Regions from separate parts of the Mus musculus genome. Here all the other regions are linked to region 1. Evidence: chromatin contacts called from public HiChIP or PLAC-seq and promoter capture Hi-C data. All regions are on one chromosome and are shown on one strand. The core of a region is the stretch at or near the end of the contact, and the rest is flanking DNA. Distances in the headings are between cores, read along the strand shown.

The links. Promoter capture Hi-C pulls out the DNA fragments that hold promoters and counts their contacts. HiChIP or PLAC-seq counts read pairs in DNA pulled down with a chosen protein or histone mark.
Region 2: a promoter capture Hi-C map of hematopoietic stem and progenitor cells shows a contact between it and region 1, with 6 times the contacts expected there. The contact joins the promoter of 1700018B08Rik here to the promoter of Foxl1 in region 1. A contact is called at or near these places in 17 of 39 promoter capture datasets (the 3T3-L1 cell line, 3T3-L1-derived adipocytes, the C10 cell line and 13 more), 4 of 15 datasets of contacts at CTCF or cohesin (embryonic stem cells, large pre-B cells and pro-B cells), 11 of 484 Hi-C or Micro-C datasets (the G1E-ER4 cell line, the HL-1 cell line, cerebral cortex and 3 more), 23 of 115 datasets of contacts at active chromatin or transcription factors (craniofacial prominence, embryonic basal ganglia, embryonic forebrain and 12 more) and 4 of 9 other capture datasets (adipose tissue, liver, macrophages and 1 more).
Region 3: a promoter capture Hi-C map of stem cell-derived epiblast-like cells shows a contact between it and region 1, with 3 times the contacts expected there. The contact joins the promoter of Irf8 here to the promoter of Foxl1 in region 1. A contact is called at or near these places in 8 of 39 promoter capture datasets (cranial neural crest, embryonic stem cells, frontonasal cranial neural crest and 3 more) and 4 of 115 datasets of contacts at active chromatin or transcription factors (embryonic stem cells, memory CD8 T cells and microglia).
Region 4: an H3K4me3 HiChIP or PLAC-seq map of embryonic limb bud shows a contact between it and region 1, with 3 times the contacts expected there. The contact joins the enhancer-like site here to the promoter of Foxl1 in region 1. A contact is called at or near these places in 6 of 39 promoter capture datasets (cranial neural crest, frontonasal cranial neural crest, liver and 3 more), 2 of 15 datasets of contacts at CTCF or cohesin (the NIH/3T3 cell line and embryonic stem cells), 1 of 484 Hi-C or Micro-C datasets (embryonic fibroblasts), 16 of 115 datasets of contacts at active chromatin or transcription factors (bone marrow-derived macrophages, craniofacial prominence, embryonic basal ganglia and 10 more) and 5 of 9 other capture datasets (adipose tissue, embryonic stem cells, liver and 2 more).

What each region holds. Positions count from the first base shown.
Region 1 is chr8:121,125,787-121,129,238 of GRCm38.p6, reverse strand. Foxl1 (forkhead box L1) reads right to left here and starts at 1,554. Exons shown (of 1, transcript NM_008024.2): 1 at 1-1,554. The coding sequence starts at 1,277. The coding sequence ends at 267.
Region 2 is chr8:121,542,530-121,545,981 of GRCm38.p6, reverse strand. It overlaps 1700018B08Rik (RIKEN cDNA 1700018B08 gene), which reads left to right and starts at 1,654. Exons shown (of 9, transcript NM_001382232.1): 1 at 1,654-1,691; 2 at 1,826-1,978. The coding sequence starts at 1,945. 1700030M09Rik (RIKEN cDNA 1700030M09 gene) reads right to left here and starts at 1,594. Exons shown (of 3, transcript NR_045903.1): 1 at 1,260-1,594; 2 at 625-715.
Region 3 is chr8:120,734,427-120,737,878 of GRCm38.p6, reverse strand. Irf8 (interferon regulatory factor 8) reads right to left here and starts at 1,521. Exons shown (of 9, transcript NM_008320.4): 1 at 1,470-1,521.
Region 4 is chr8:121,482,201-121,485,652 of GRCm38.p6, reverse strand. No RefSeq gene overlaps it. Among named protein-coding and RNA genes, the nearest start is that of 1700018B08Rik, 60 kb to the left of the region's middle. Within about 2 kb of position 1,507, at least 17 of the 459 cell types and tissues checked have an H3K27ac peak or open chromatin away from gene starts, as enhancers often do. A contact at or near this core is called in embryonic limb bud, where this site is marked.

The sequences.
Region 1 (3,452 bases), core at 305-2,804:
GAACCGTGAGGGCTGAGTGTGCGGCGACCATGTCCTCTACTGGACCAGTCTTTTAAATCTGCAAAGCTTCCGGTGGCTGGTTAAGTCATCTTCGGAGAAAGCAGATGGACGAGGCCCCTCAGTGCACGACTTTGGCCGGCACGGGTACGCTGCTCCAAACCCTCAGTCTCTGCCAGGGCAGAGACCGGGGCGACTCCTTCGCCCACAGGCATTGGCTCACTGGAGGTGGGGGGATCGCGAGGCAGGGAAGCAGCCGCTAATCCGCCTTAGTGGAAACGAAGCACTGTGGCCTCGGGAACCTGCAGAGGAAAATAAGAAAGGAAGGGAATCCCCAGCTGGGAAAAGCCGCCCTGGACGTGCGCGTCGAAGACCAGCGAAGCGTTGAAGGGAGGCGCTAGGCCGGAGGAGGCAGCCAGCAGAGAGGAGCCCAGCGCGCCAGGCACGGGCTTAGGGATCCCCGGTGCTTCGGCCCCTGAGGCTGGCGTCGGTCTCACGGCCAAGATGCTGTCGATGCTGAAACTCTTTGACTTGGAACCTTTTGGGGAGCCGCTGGGGGCGGGGCACAGAGGGGACCCCAGGTGGTGTGCCGGACGCTGGAGCTGGCCGCTTGCCACTGCCCCTGCGCCCTGGACTGTGAGGTCCGCGTCGGGGTCCCGGGGCTCAGGGCCGGGCCAGGGAAGGAGCGCGGGCCGCGCGGTGCCTACTGCCGGGGATTGGGAGCGATCCGGCGCGCGCGTCGGGAGTGCAGTGGCCAGGTCCGGGGACCCTACATCGCAGCCCACCTCGGACTCCGGCGGCTCGACCCGGGTGCGCTTGGCCTCCGGGGAACCCGCGGCGGGCTTGGGCTTCCTCTTCCTGCGCCGATAATTGCCGTTCTCAAACATGTCCAAGCAGCGGGGGTCCAGGGTCCAGTAGCTGCCCTTGCCCGGCCGCCCCTTCTCACGTGGCACCTTCACGAAGCACTCGTTGAGCGACAGGTTGTGGCGGATGCTGTTCTGCCAGCCTTGGCGGTTGTCGTGGTAGAACGGGAAGCGATCCATGATGAACTGGTAGATGCCGTTCAGTGTGACCCTCTGCTCGGGAGCATCCTGGATCGCCATGGCTATAAGAGCGATGTAGCTGTAGGGCGGCTTCTGCGGGGGCTCGACGCGGCCCGGGCCGGCCAGTGCAGCCGCAGGGGCGAAGGCCAGGGGCAGCCCAGGCCTCTCGGGGCTGTACACGTACAACAGCGGCGAGGCTGCCAGAGCGGCCAGCGGGGGACTGAAGAGGTGGCTCATGGCGACAGCAGCCTCTCCGCTCCACCGGGGAGTCCTAAGGACTTTGCCCCGCACCAGGGCCCTCCTGGGGAGCCCTCTGTGCGACTGCCCTGCGATCAGCCGCTCTCCCCAGCCGCTGCGCGCTTTGTCCCTTCTTCATGGCTTTAAAAATGTTAAATAATTGTTGTAAGTTTGCTATTATGTGTTGACTTAGCGCTGGAAAATAAATTGTCTATGATAAACAGTCCTTGTGTTCTCAGCCCACCCACATTAATTAAAATTTCATTGCTGAAAATCTCCCAGCTCTTCCCTCCACGTGTCTTTTTGATACCAACCAATCGGTTTCGGGGCTAGTCTTCATTTGTTTATAGAATTAGTCTGTTGATAAGTCCGCCCACCCAAGTTGAATCAAGCTGTGTTTATTTGGAAAAATTTCCGGGCACCCAATATATAAACGCACTGATCTGATGTTTGAAATACCACGTCCACCCCTTGACGCTGTAAGCACACAGTCAGCGAGGCAGGATGTGGAGGGACGGGTGGCTCTCCCCAAGCTGGGTCTGGTAGGCCAGAAAGGAGGAATGGAGATGGGGGTGGGGAAGCCAAGGGGTACATTGTAATCTGGTCTTGGGGATCCTCCCACAAAAGAGCTTTGATTTCCCCAAGCTTAGGGCATTGTAGAGATAGCACCGTTGTCTGCACTTTGGGAACTCGGAAGACAGTAGACACACACACACACACACACACACACACACACACACACACCTTACAGAGATGAGCACTCTCTAGGGGACTACTGTCGAAGAGGCCCCACCTAACGGGGTTCCAGGAGACTCAAATGACTGGATCTCAGTAGCCAACGTTTTTGGAGGTGGAAAGCAGACAGCTCTGGAAAGCTGTGGATGGGCAGAGTATCTGGTCCCCTACCTTGGCTGGCCAGAGGAAGAATACAAAACAACTCCCCTTGGAAAGTGTGGGGGGGCGGGGGGGGGACAACAAGGTCCTTGGGTCTGGCTAAGGTTCCTAGCCAGGCACACCATAAAGGGGGAGGGTGGCAGCTGGCGGGGAGCTGGTGTTCGTGAATGTAGGTCCTTAGCTCCATACGCTGTACTTTCCTGTTTATAACAAGGAGGGGGTTACAACAGCTTTACAAGTGTGTGCAGCTGCTTGGTGATTACATTAAGCATTTGTAAAGCCTGCATGCTGGTCCCCCCCACACACACACCCACCCACCCAGGGGTGTAAGCATCCCCCACCCGTCTCGTTTTACATTTAACCATGTCAAACTTTGAATCCAAACTCCTGGATGCTGCTCATTCTAAAAGGGGCATCTCTCCAAGTGGCTCCCCTCCATCCGGGTACGGTACGGATGCAGGTTAGCCTTGAGGAGGCAGTCTCTGTTCATGATGTCTGCACGCAATTATTCTTTGAAAGCAAGTGGAAACTGTGTCAAGATCTGGGTTAGTAGCCCCCCACCCCTTCCTTCTCTGCCAAAGAAGAAGCATTTGGTGGTGTTATTTGGTGGTGTCATAGGTAAAGAAAAAACTTCTGCCACCCACTGGAAGGGGAAGACACACTGAGGCTTGCACCAGTGGCTGGTACTCATATGGCCTCTGAACGTGGAGAAGTGGAGTATTGATCTTCCCACTCCAAAGGGAGGAATCCAGAATAGAGCCTTCACGTTTACGATGTCCTAGCATCCCACCACCGCAAAGATGCCAGCAAGGAATCAGAAAAATTTCATTTCTGCTTGAAAAAACAAAAACAAACACACACCACACCGATTTGGGTGACTGATAGGCCTGTGGGTGTAGCCAGCTGGCCCTTCCCATTCCACTTTCCTCTGTGACTTCAACATTTCTAACCTGAGTCCCGCAGGCAGCTCTGGCTACTGAGCTAGATCCTGGGGAGGAAGATTGGTGCCCAGAGGGTCGGAGTGTGTTTCTCTCTCGGAACTCGGCCTTTCACCCAGAATAACCCTTTAATTCTGGGATGGAAATGTGTGAGCAACCTCACCTTTGCAACCGGTTCCCTCGCTTCTGCACTCGCTTTAACAGACCCAGACCCAGAAATAAACCGCTGTCACTGGAAAACTCCATCCCTCACCTCCGCAGTCCCCGCCAATCCCAGAGCTCTCCAAGACCCCAAGTCTAGCGGGCAGCCTCAACTCGTGCGCGCCCGGCTGCGCTGTCCAGA
Region 2 (3,452 bases), core at 405-2,904, 420 kb before region 1:
GTCGTTTCCCTGCTGAGTCTATGTAACTGCCCGTGTCGGGGTTCCCCCGTCCCGCAGCACCTGTCAGTCACACTCCTGCACGGCTCACTGGCTGACTAGTATTCTGGGGGTGGGTGTACCTCAAGCTTCTCCTGCTATGAGATCTTGGGTTATTTGCAGTTGGGCATCCTGTGAATAGCTCTACACACCCTGGCATATCGTTTGTGTGGGTAGGGTCTTCAGAGTACAGCGAGGCACTGTGGGGGGGGGGGGGAGTCACAGCCTCCAGAACCTGCCCAGGGCTGGAGAGATGACTCACTGGTTATGAGCACTACCTGCTCTTGCAGAGGACTTGGGTTTTGTATCCAGAATCCATATGACAGCTCACAGCCATCTTATAACTCCAGTTCCAGGGGCTTCTGTGCCTTCTTCTGGCACTGTGGGTGCCGTGTGGATGTGCCACACTAACATATATTCAGGCAAACACACATACACAGAAATACTTCAACAACAACAAAAACCAACCCTGCTTCGATCTGACAGTGGCTGCACCATCTTGCTTTCCCTCCCGCACAGGAAGGAGCATGTCCTCGAAGCTCCTCACTGTCCCCGCCATCCCTCCTTACAGGCCACAGTGGTGCCCACCTCTTAATGGCCAGGGTGGCCTCTTTCTGTATGCACACTGGGATGGTGGCCATGTACGACGGGATGTTTGTTCAAGGTCTCTGCACTGTCCCTGTAGAAGATGCCAGTGGAGAAGTGTGGGAAGGAGAAAGGACACAAGGAGCCACCTGAGTAGGGAACACCTGGGCTGGAGACTGGGGAGGAGTCCACATGGGCTAGTGGCTGGCTGGAGCTAGGCATAGCCCTGCCGTTCTGCGGAGAATGGCTGGTGACAGGCAGAACATTTCGGGCTGAGGGGACAGGAGGCTTCATAGAGGGAGCACATGGCACCGTGGAGCAGCAAGGAGCACCGTCGGGGAAGGAGGCTGAGCTGTAGAGTTGGATGGAGTCTCTCGTGTGTGGCTCTTCAGCGTTATCTACTGCCCCAGGAGCCGTGATAAGGATTGTGGCTCCCTGAGCGTCACAGAAGCCCCCGAAGGGGCTGAGGATATACCTGGATTGCCTTGCTAAGAATGGCCTCCAGGTTGCTAAGATAGCTGCAGTGAGGCCTGCAGATATAGTTTCCTGGCTGTCTAGGTGTGGATGAGGAGCTAGAGAGGGTCAGATGTGGGGCAGAGCTGAGAGAACAGCTGGGGGTTGGGTCTGACTCCACTTGCCTGTGCCCCAGTGAGGCCATGATGCAGCCGATTGCTGCCTGGGGTGGGGGGGCACCAGTCTGTGGCTGATCTCTGGAGCTTGCTGCGTGGAGCTGCTGGATCACTCTGGACACCAGGTCTGGACAGCTGCTCCGGGCTCAACGAAGCATTCTCTGGAGTCCTGTGCTAGGTGGGCCTTTTGAAGACAACCACTCAGAAAGTTTCCACTGAGCCTTCCGCACCCGGAGCCCGGGAGACCTCGTTTCTGTCCACGCCTGCAGCTTCTGGGCCTATGCTGCCCTTCTGGAGCCAGGAGGGGGACAAGGGCTGCCTGAGAGGAATGGCTTGTCCCCGTCATCACTGTGGAGCCTCTGTTCCCAGCATTCCATAGTTCCATTGGAAGGCTGGCTTCCACGGAGTACCATGGTTGTGGGGGACACAGACGGTGCACAGGCAAGTAGGTGGCTGCCTCTCCCACACACTTCAAGGGAGCCCTAGGACCATGGGGAGCAGGCTGACAGGCGTCTGGGGAGTAGCAAGTTATTAGAACCCGTGTGGGCCTCTTCCCTTTCCCGCTCTGATGATAGTGAGGATGATGGTGGTGATGCTGTGTCCCACAGCACACTGGAGGGCAGAGTGAAGAAAGACCAGTCACAACCACTGAAAGAACTGGGACGTGTCACCACTGGAGACAGGGAACAAAGGGATGGCCATGATACCAGCGACCCCAGGAGGAAAAGGTAATGGCCAAGCTGGCTGAGCTGACAGAGTGTCAACCCCCGGGAAGCTCACAATACCACAGTAGGGCAAGACGCTAAGAGCCCTGTAGCAAGGGCACGAGACAAGACATGTAACTGACTCTAGTCGGAGGTGCTGGGGTGACCTTGTCTTAGAACCCTCCAACGTCCAGCCTGACAGACCTGGGAAGTGTCCGCAGGAGGAGGGAATATATGTAGTCTGGTCTATCCTGGAACCAGGCTGGCCTCCAACTCTAAGAGATCCACCTGCTTCTGCCTCTCTGAGTATTGGGACTAAAGGCATATACTGCCCCTGCCTGCCTGATTTTTATTTTATATAATTTTAAAAAGATTTATGTATATGAGTATACTGTCGATGTCTTCAGACCCACCAGAAGAGGGCGTCAGATCGCATGACAGATGGCTGTGAGCCACCAAGTGGTTGCTGGGAATTGAACTCAGGACGTCTGGAAGAGCAGGCAGTGCTCTTAACCCCTGAGCCATCTCTCCAGACCCTTATTTTTTCATCTTGTTTTATTTTATTTTATTTTTGCATTTTGAGTCAGGGTTCCTCAGTAGTCTAGGCTGGCCTGGAAGTCTTGACATCCGTCATGCTCTCAAATGGTCTTCAGGCTCCAGGCTCAGCCTCCTGAATAGCTGGGATCCTCTTTCCTGCAGCTTCGACACCTCAGCTGTGGGCTTGCTGTGCTTTCTAGAATGGCTATGGCAGCCATTCTTCTTTCTCTGTATCCACGGGTGTTTCTTTTTGCTGAGTTGTTTCTTGTTGTTTACTAGCAGGGGCCCGGCACCCCGCTGCACCAGCCGCTACCACAGTGCCTGCCCCAGCCCACCAGGTCTCTGGGCTGTTGCCAGCTGTGGACTGTCGGTCTGTGGCGCGAAGCCGAGGGACTGTGGGGGAGGGGAAGGACCCCTTTGGTGGGTGTTGACTGTCCGCGGGGTGCTGGGAAGAACTTGAGATCCTCTAGGGGCAGACCCCCAAGACAGGAATCCAAAGTCGTCACAGGGACTCAGGAAACAGATGAGAAGGTCGGCCAAGGGGCGGACCCCAGAGTCATGGGGTGGTTTTAGGGATGTGCTCTGGAGTGGTTGCCATGGCAGCACGGAGGCAGGGGCAGGTATCCACACCCCCCATCCTCTGCTAAGGGCAGCCCCTGGAGGGAGCCAAAGTCTGTTCCCTTCACCAGTCCAGGTGGCAGCTTTGTTCCCTCGGTATTTAACTTTGGCAGTTCTATGTAAATTGTGGATTTTAACCCCTGCCTGAAGTATGACTGGATTTTCTCCCGTAACAGCTGTGGGCTGTTTCGGAACAGGCAGTTGAGATGTAAGGGAGTACTCGCCTTCCACTATGTGGGTCCCGGGATCGAACTCAGGTTGTCAGGCTTGGCAGCAGGAGCACTCTCCTGCTAAGCCATCTCACGGGTCCCAAACGCTAAGTCTGGTCTGACCAAAGCCCTGG
Region 3 (3,452 bases), core at 272-2,771, 390 kb after region 1:
TTGGTGGGTGACAGAGAAAAGGGGTGTTTAAAAGGAAAGGTGAATGGCAGACCATGGAAGCTAGGAGGTTAAAATTCTCTAACCCAGCCTCTTCTACACTCGGAAGGGGGAGAGACTGGGAGGGACCACCATCCCCTGGGCAGGCACAGCACAAACTGCCAGCACCCTGCCAGTGACAGTACACACAGAAGGGATGCTTTCTTTCATTCATTCTGCAGATGAAAGAACACCTGACAGGGTCCGGCTCTCAGCACCTGGACAATCTCCTCTATTGCCTTGGAGGCCAATCTGAGGTCCTAGACAGGCATAGCCTGACTCTCTTACAACTATGGACAATTAATGGTTTATAAACACGCTCACATGATTCTAGCTTCCTCTTCTTGATTTTGAGGCAGCATTCCCTGTGGGCCCAATCCTGCCTACAGCTAACTTACATCTAGAGCAACGTGTCTTAGGTCAGGCTTCTCACAAGGCAGGGGACAGAGGCTCGCCTAACACAGCTGTCAACATCTGCACCAGCCATGTTTGGCGGGGCTCACACCACACCGTAATCCCTTTCATTCAGCCCTGGGCCACAGTCTGACCACCACTGAACGGAAATCCATCACAGACCCATCTCTTTCTGGCCCCAAGCTTCCTCAGGGACACTGAATCGGTCCCAGTTCTTCATGAAGGAGCCTGCCATAACTTAAAGGGACAAACCTAGAACTGTCACGAAACTGCTCTTATCGTTTGACTTTAAAAGAAAAAAACAGGGCCATTGAGCACCTGGGCACCCCCCAAGCTCCGCCTGAAATCCTAACACTCAGAAGAGGTAGGCGGATAACCGGGAGCTCATTGGAATGAGCCTGGGCTACAGAGTGATACCCTGTATCAGAAACAAAACAAAAACAAACAAAACAGTGATCTACCATTTTAAGATTCTAGTGAATGGTTTCTATTAGTTTCTACCCCCTGAACGCCCTTCCCGGCTGTGGGTAAGTAATCTTTCTCACCAGGGGAAAAGTCTGCCCCTATAGCCTGGGGCCAAGCTCACAGCAAATCTGGTCTTGAGAGCTGTGTGGGACCCACACGGAAGACTTTCCTTCCGGGGCCAGCTGGGCCACTGGACAATCAGAGAAGTCCAGCGCCACTGGGCAATCAGATTGCCACTAGTCAGAATCAAAGCCAGTCGGTCCCTGGGCGAGCCCAGTCGCGAGCTTTGGATAGTTCATGCATGGAAGCCGGGCTGCCGCGCGGTGATTGGCAGATCTATTTCTCTTCATTATGAAGTTGGCCATCAGGCAGATTTTAAAGGGAGAGGTGTTTGTTCATTTGGTTGGGTTTTGTTGTTGTTGTTGTTGTTGGTTGTTGTTGTTGTTTTTGGAGAGCAGCCAGAGCAAGCACCTGCTAACGTGCTGTGCACTCCGTTTGGGCGAAGGTGGGAGAGCCACAGCCCCGGCCCCCGCGCCCACCCCATCGCGTCCTACCTGCCGCCGGTTCCCACGCTGCCCGCGCCTCCGGGACCGCCCGCGGGCTCCTGGAGGCCCGTACGCGCGCGCCTGCTTTTATAGATGGGGCGGGGGAGAAGGCGGGTCCCGCGCGCAGAGCGACGGTCGCGCGAGCTAATTGAGGAGCGGGAGGGGCGCTGGCGCGGCCCAATCAGCGCAGCCTGCCAAATCCGCCTTCTCTGAAGCGCTCTCTTTCCGAGAAATCACTTTTGCACGTCCCCGACCCCGTGGAGTCCTTTTCTCTCTTTACTCCGGGGGCGGCGGGGGAGGGGGCTGCCCCAAAAATGGCCGGGGGGCTGGGGCGTCTGCCTAAGGTCAAGGAGGCTGGTGATGCACGGATCATCCTCGGGGTGTCGTTCAGGTTTGGAGAGCCTCTGTCCCGGGCACGTGTCCAGGGGCACCCTGAGTGTCAGCTGCTCAGGCTGGAGTTTCAGAGCAAAGACCAGTCCCAGAGCTGCGTGCTGGGTGACAGCCACTTGCAGCGCGCCCTCCTGGATGGAGGATGACCGCCTGAAATTGCGCAGGAAATCTGGGAAACCAGGGGAGTCGCGAGCGCTGAGGCTGGGATGCCCCCAGGAAGGCTACGCATTATCGGTTCCCTTGTGTCCCCCAGTGATGTCAGGAGCCCGGTCGAGCCTGTTCCCAACCTGAGTAGGATGTGGGAGCGGGGAGCCTTAGGTGAGGGTCGAGAGGGACTTTCGTTGCAGGCTGCCCAATTACACACCTGCGGCCACGCTTACAGGACTCTCACCCGTCTGGCTTTTAAAATACTTAGGAAAACGTTGGAGCCGCGACAAGAATTTTTGATTGGTCCACAAATACAAGAAGTATACGGCTAGGTTTCAAATAAATACGAATTCAAATAAGGATTTTCCAAACAGAACCTTCTAACTCTAGTTTATCCTGATGAGCATTGTGGTATACCTGAAAGGCACTTAAGACATTACCGGGTATTAGTTCAATGATAAATACCATCCAACAGTCAAAAGCCAAGTGGAGTTCCCTGGAGCCAAGGAATTTCAAATGAAAACTACTTTTCAAAGCTCATTTGTTTTATTACTATTATTATTGGGTTTATTGTTTGTTTTCCAAGACAGGGTTTCCCTGTAGCCCTGGCTGTCCCCGAACTAGACCAGGCTGGCCTCAAATTCACAGAGATCTGCTAGCCTCTGCCTCCCAAGGGCTGGGATTAAAGGTGTGTGCCACCATAGTCCAGCTCAAATTCTTTAATAGTAATATGGGAGTGTTTTAATAAGTGTTTGCTGTGAAGGGCAGAGTCCAGAAGTCAGACACGCTCAGATTACTACAACAGACTCCTGTGTGCATTTATACCCCTTTCATTTCCCAAATAGGCACCTTATAAGCGTATGCAGATTTTCCTACTTACAAATATCAAAGGCACAGAACAGATCCCAAATGTCCACCCAGTGTGCCTGCCTCTTAGCTAAAGGTAGAGAGAGATTAGGGACACCAGCCCTAGCTTCTGGTCCTAGCAGCAGGTGTCTCTGTACACACTAGAAGACACCAGCCCAGCCTGCCTGACAACTGTCCTGAAGCCATATACATCGGGGTGTGAGTGGGGTCTATTTTTTTCTAACTGTTTTCCTAGAAGTCTGAAATAGCTCCACTCAGGACCTAAGAGAACCCAAGCCACCTACAATGGGCACTGACTCACAGCTGAATATTGATGGGGTCTTTGAGGGTGAAGCTATGAAGGTGGTGTCTCATGTGAGCCACGTGTACATTTCCCACACGCCAGCGATAGCCACTCAGGAGAGATTCAGTGTAGGATCTCCTGGCATAAGTCATATGTCGGGGGTGGAGCTAGGTCACATCACTGCATAAGAGAAGAGGCATGTGCAGGGCTTAACTAAGGAGAAGAGGCCCCGAAGTGTTCTAGAGAGTCCATCACCACCTCCCAGCCTCTCCAGAGGAGGCAATTAAACATGTCCTCCAGACCCA
Region 4 (3,452 bases), core at 258-2,757, 360 kb before region 1:
AAAGGAGCAGTGGGTGACTTTCCTTGTGATCCTCTAAGTCCCTGCTTCTTGGGCTGGGGATGGACAGAGTCGACTCCATGTTGGCCAATCAGATCCTCCCACCTGAATCTGAGACTCAGATGTTGCTCAGGGCTGGGCCCATGGGGATGGCACTCTGTACCAGAGGAGCAGGAGACACAGGAGAGGCAGAGGGCACACTAAGGGGGAAAGGAAATGCCAAGCTGCGGCATGGGGGTGGGGGGAGACAGATGGGGAGATAGAATGAGAGAGAAGGAGAAAGAGAAAGGTGAGGGAGTGAGAGGGAGAAGAGGCATGAGAGGAGAAAGAAGAAATAGAGGGGGGGAGAGAGAGAGAGAGAGAGAGAGAGAGAGAGAGAGAGAGAGAGAGAGAGAGAGAGAGAGAGAGAGAGGGAGGAGAGGGAAGAGAAAGAAAGGAGGGGGAGGGGGAGGGGGAGAGGGAGAGGGAGAGGCTGTTTGCCACCAAGTCTGGAATGCTCCTGTCCCCTCTGGGCTTCTTGTCACCTAAAGCCCTCTGTTTGAATCCAGCCATACACATTGTTTTCTGTTCGTCCAACATGGAAGGTTTTGCTAAAGCCTCTTGCTTCCTAAGCAGATCAAGAGAGCCGAGGTCGGCACCCAGGGAGCCTCAGTGTCCCAGGTCATCTGCATGCACGCACGCACGCACGCACGCACGTACGCACGCACACACGCACACCTATGGCCAAGAGGTCTCCCTAGCCAATCTGAGCCAGTCACAATAGCACAGTAGTGTAAACGGGCAGGGTCTCGAGACACATTCCACGCAGGCCTTGCTGAGGACTTGAGAGCCAAGCAGACCTCCTTCAGGGTCCCACTGGGCTGGGGCCGGGTGAGCTTTTATTGGTGCGGACTGTTCCTGCTGACCTATGTGACTGCCCCAGCCTCCCCGCAGGCTGGCGCTGGCTGCCCCCCAACAGTTACACCTTATAAACCACCAGCGTGACCTGCCTGGGGTGCCTCTGGAAGGTGCTTCACGGTGCCTGGTAACAGAGAGTAAACAACTGGGCGATGTTTCCTCGCCCAGCTTCAGCCTGCCTTCGGTCTCCGAAGAAATAAAACAACTTACTTAATGGGTGCCCTTTAATCTTCTGCACCGGTGCCCTTCTTTACAAGGTGTTAGACAGAGGCCGTGCAAAGCTGAGCCTCGCAATGGGGTCAGTGTTTCCTGACAGGTGCTGGGAAGGTTGGGGCAGGGTGGGGGAGGGGACGGGGGGGGAGGGAGACCCCCCCCGGGGAACTCCCCCCCCTCCCCGCACAGAAGCACACATTTGCTTCTAACACAGCTCCCATTTACAAGGTGGTGGCAGTGCCTGGCCAGCTGCTAGAACCCTGTGGGCCCTACACCCTATGTCCCCCACCCTCGCTCTGCTCCAGCTCCTGTGAAATCCAACCCACAGGATAGGGCGGATAGTTCAGCTACTCGCTAACTGCAGCTCTCCTGGGTGCTCACGGGTGGGTCCTCCTCTTCTCCGTTTCCTCTTCCGGTTCCTTAGATGTCTTCCGGTTCCCGTTCCTTCTCTCTCTTACTCCTGCTCTGTGTTTTTCTTCCCCATCGTCGTCTTCCTTTTCCGCCACCTCGGTCCCCCTGGCTTCCTGCCATCAATAGGTGATCTCACAAGCCACCTTGCCTTTCTCTAGTCTGACAGTGGCCAGGAATGAAAGCCTCCTGCCTCAGCACCAGGAGAGCTCTCAGAGAAGGATTCTGGTTGGCTGATGCGGTCTCCCTGCAACCCTGAGAGTAGAGGCATGCGCAGATGCCTCTCACATCACTGCGGGCAAACATAAAACTAGAAGGTAGTGTTTGACTGAGGAGAGAGGTGGCTTGTATCAGAACTTGGAAGTTACTAGAAGAAAGACAATATACTGAAAGACTGGAGAGAGCCCACTGTGCAACCGGAACGGGTGCCAACACCAGGGCCTCTGGGAGCAGGAGACCCACGGCCCCCTGTTTGGTAGCTAGAGTGTGGGTGAAGTAGCCACTGTTCTTACACTGCTCTCTGCCTCCCTGACCCGTTACTGCCCAATCCGTTAAAGGACCTTTCAAGTGGAGGGTCTGGATTATTACTGGTGAGAAGGCCCAGTCTTTAGGACCCATTTGCTAGCCTTGTGTTTGTCACAGGGTTACATGGGTGAGTCCCACCACTGCCCGTTGTGCCCACCTGTGCCCACACATGCCCTTCTCTGGTTGTGTGCTCAATATATTCACCTTCAACTGTACCCTTCAGATCTCAAAAGGAGGTGGTGCTGTCAGCCTGATTAGTGTTCACGTTTGTCGTCTGTTGCTGTGGTAACCACAATGCCCAAAGACAACTTAGGAGAAAAAAGGGTCTGTTTCAACTTACACTTCCGGGTCATTGAGGGAAGTCAGGGCAGGAACTGAAGTGGAGGCCACAGAGGAACACTGCCTACTGGCTGGCTCAGCTAACTTTTCTTTTTAACTTAAAAAAAAATTATGGGCTGGTGAGATGGCTCAGTGGTTAAGAGAACCAACTGCTCTTCCAAAGGCCCTGAGTTCAAATCCCAGCAGCCACATGGTGGCTCACAACCATCCATAATGAGATCTGACACCCTCTCCTGGTGTGTCTGAAGACAGCTACAGTGTACTTACATAAAATAATAAATAAATCTTTGGACTGGAGCGAGTGGGGCCGGAGCGAGCAGAGGTCCTGAATTCAATTCCCTGCAACCACATGATAGCTCACAATCATCTGTACAGCTACAGTGCACTCATATGCATAAAACAAATAAATAAATATTTTAAAAAAGATTTATTTATTTATACATGAATACTCTATTTGCATGTACACCTGCATGACAGAAGAGGGCGTCAGATCCCATTACAGATGGTTATGAGCCACCATGTGGGTGCTGGGAATTGAACTTGGAACCTCAGGAAGAGTTGACAGTACTCTTAACTGCTGAGCCAGGTCTCCAGCCCCTCAGCTAGCTTTCCTATGCAGTTCAGACCTACTTGCTCAGGGCTGACACTACTGACAGTGACTGGGCTGTCACGGATCAATTATCAATCAAGCTAATACCTCAGGGACACAGCCATAGATCAATTTGATGGAGGGAGCTCTTCCATTAAGGTTTCCTCTTCTTAAGAGACCCTAGGCTGTGTCACACTGATGAAGTGGAAACTTTAGGGTTCTTTGGAAAGTCAGTTGTGTTGGATGGCGTTTTGTTGGGGCAAACACATGAGGGAGGGTTTTCCTGAAGTGGCCACAGGTGAAAGGCTAAGGCAGACTCATGAAGGAATATTTAACTGAAGCAAGAAAGGAATTTTTGCTGAAGCAAGCACACAGAAGGCCACATGATGAAGAATTCTTCACTAACAACACACATGTGTTGGTCTGCCGTACGCTGCAGAGTTGGGCTGCATTAGTTGGGACTCCATAGAGCAAAACAAACCAA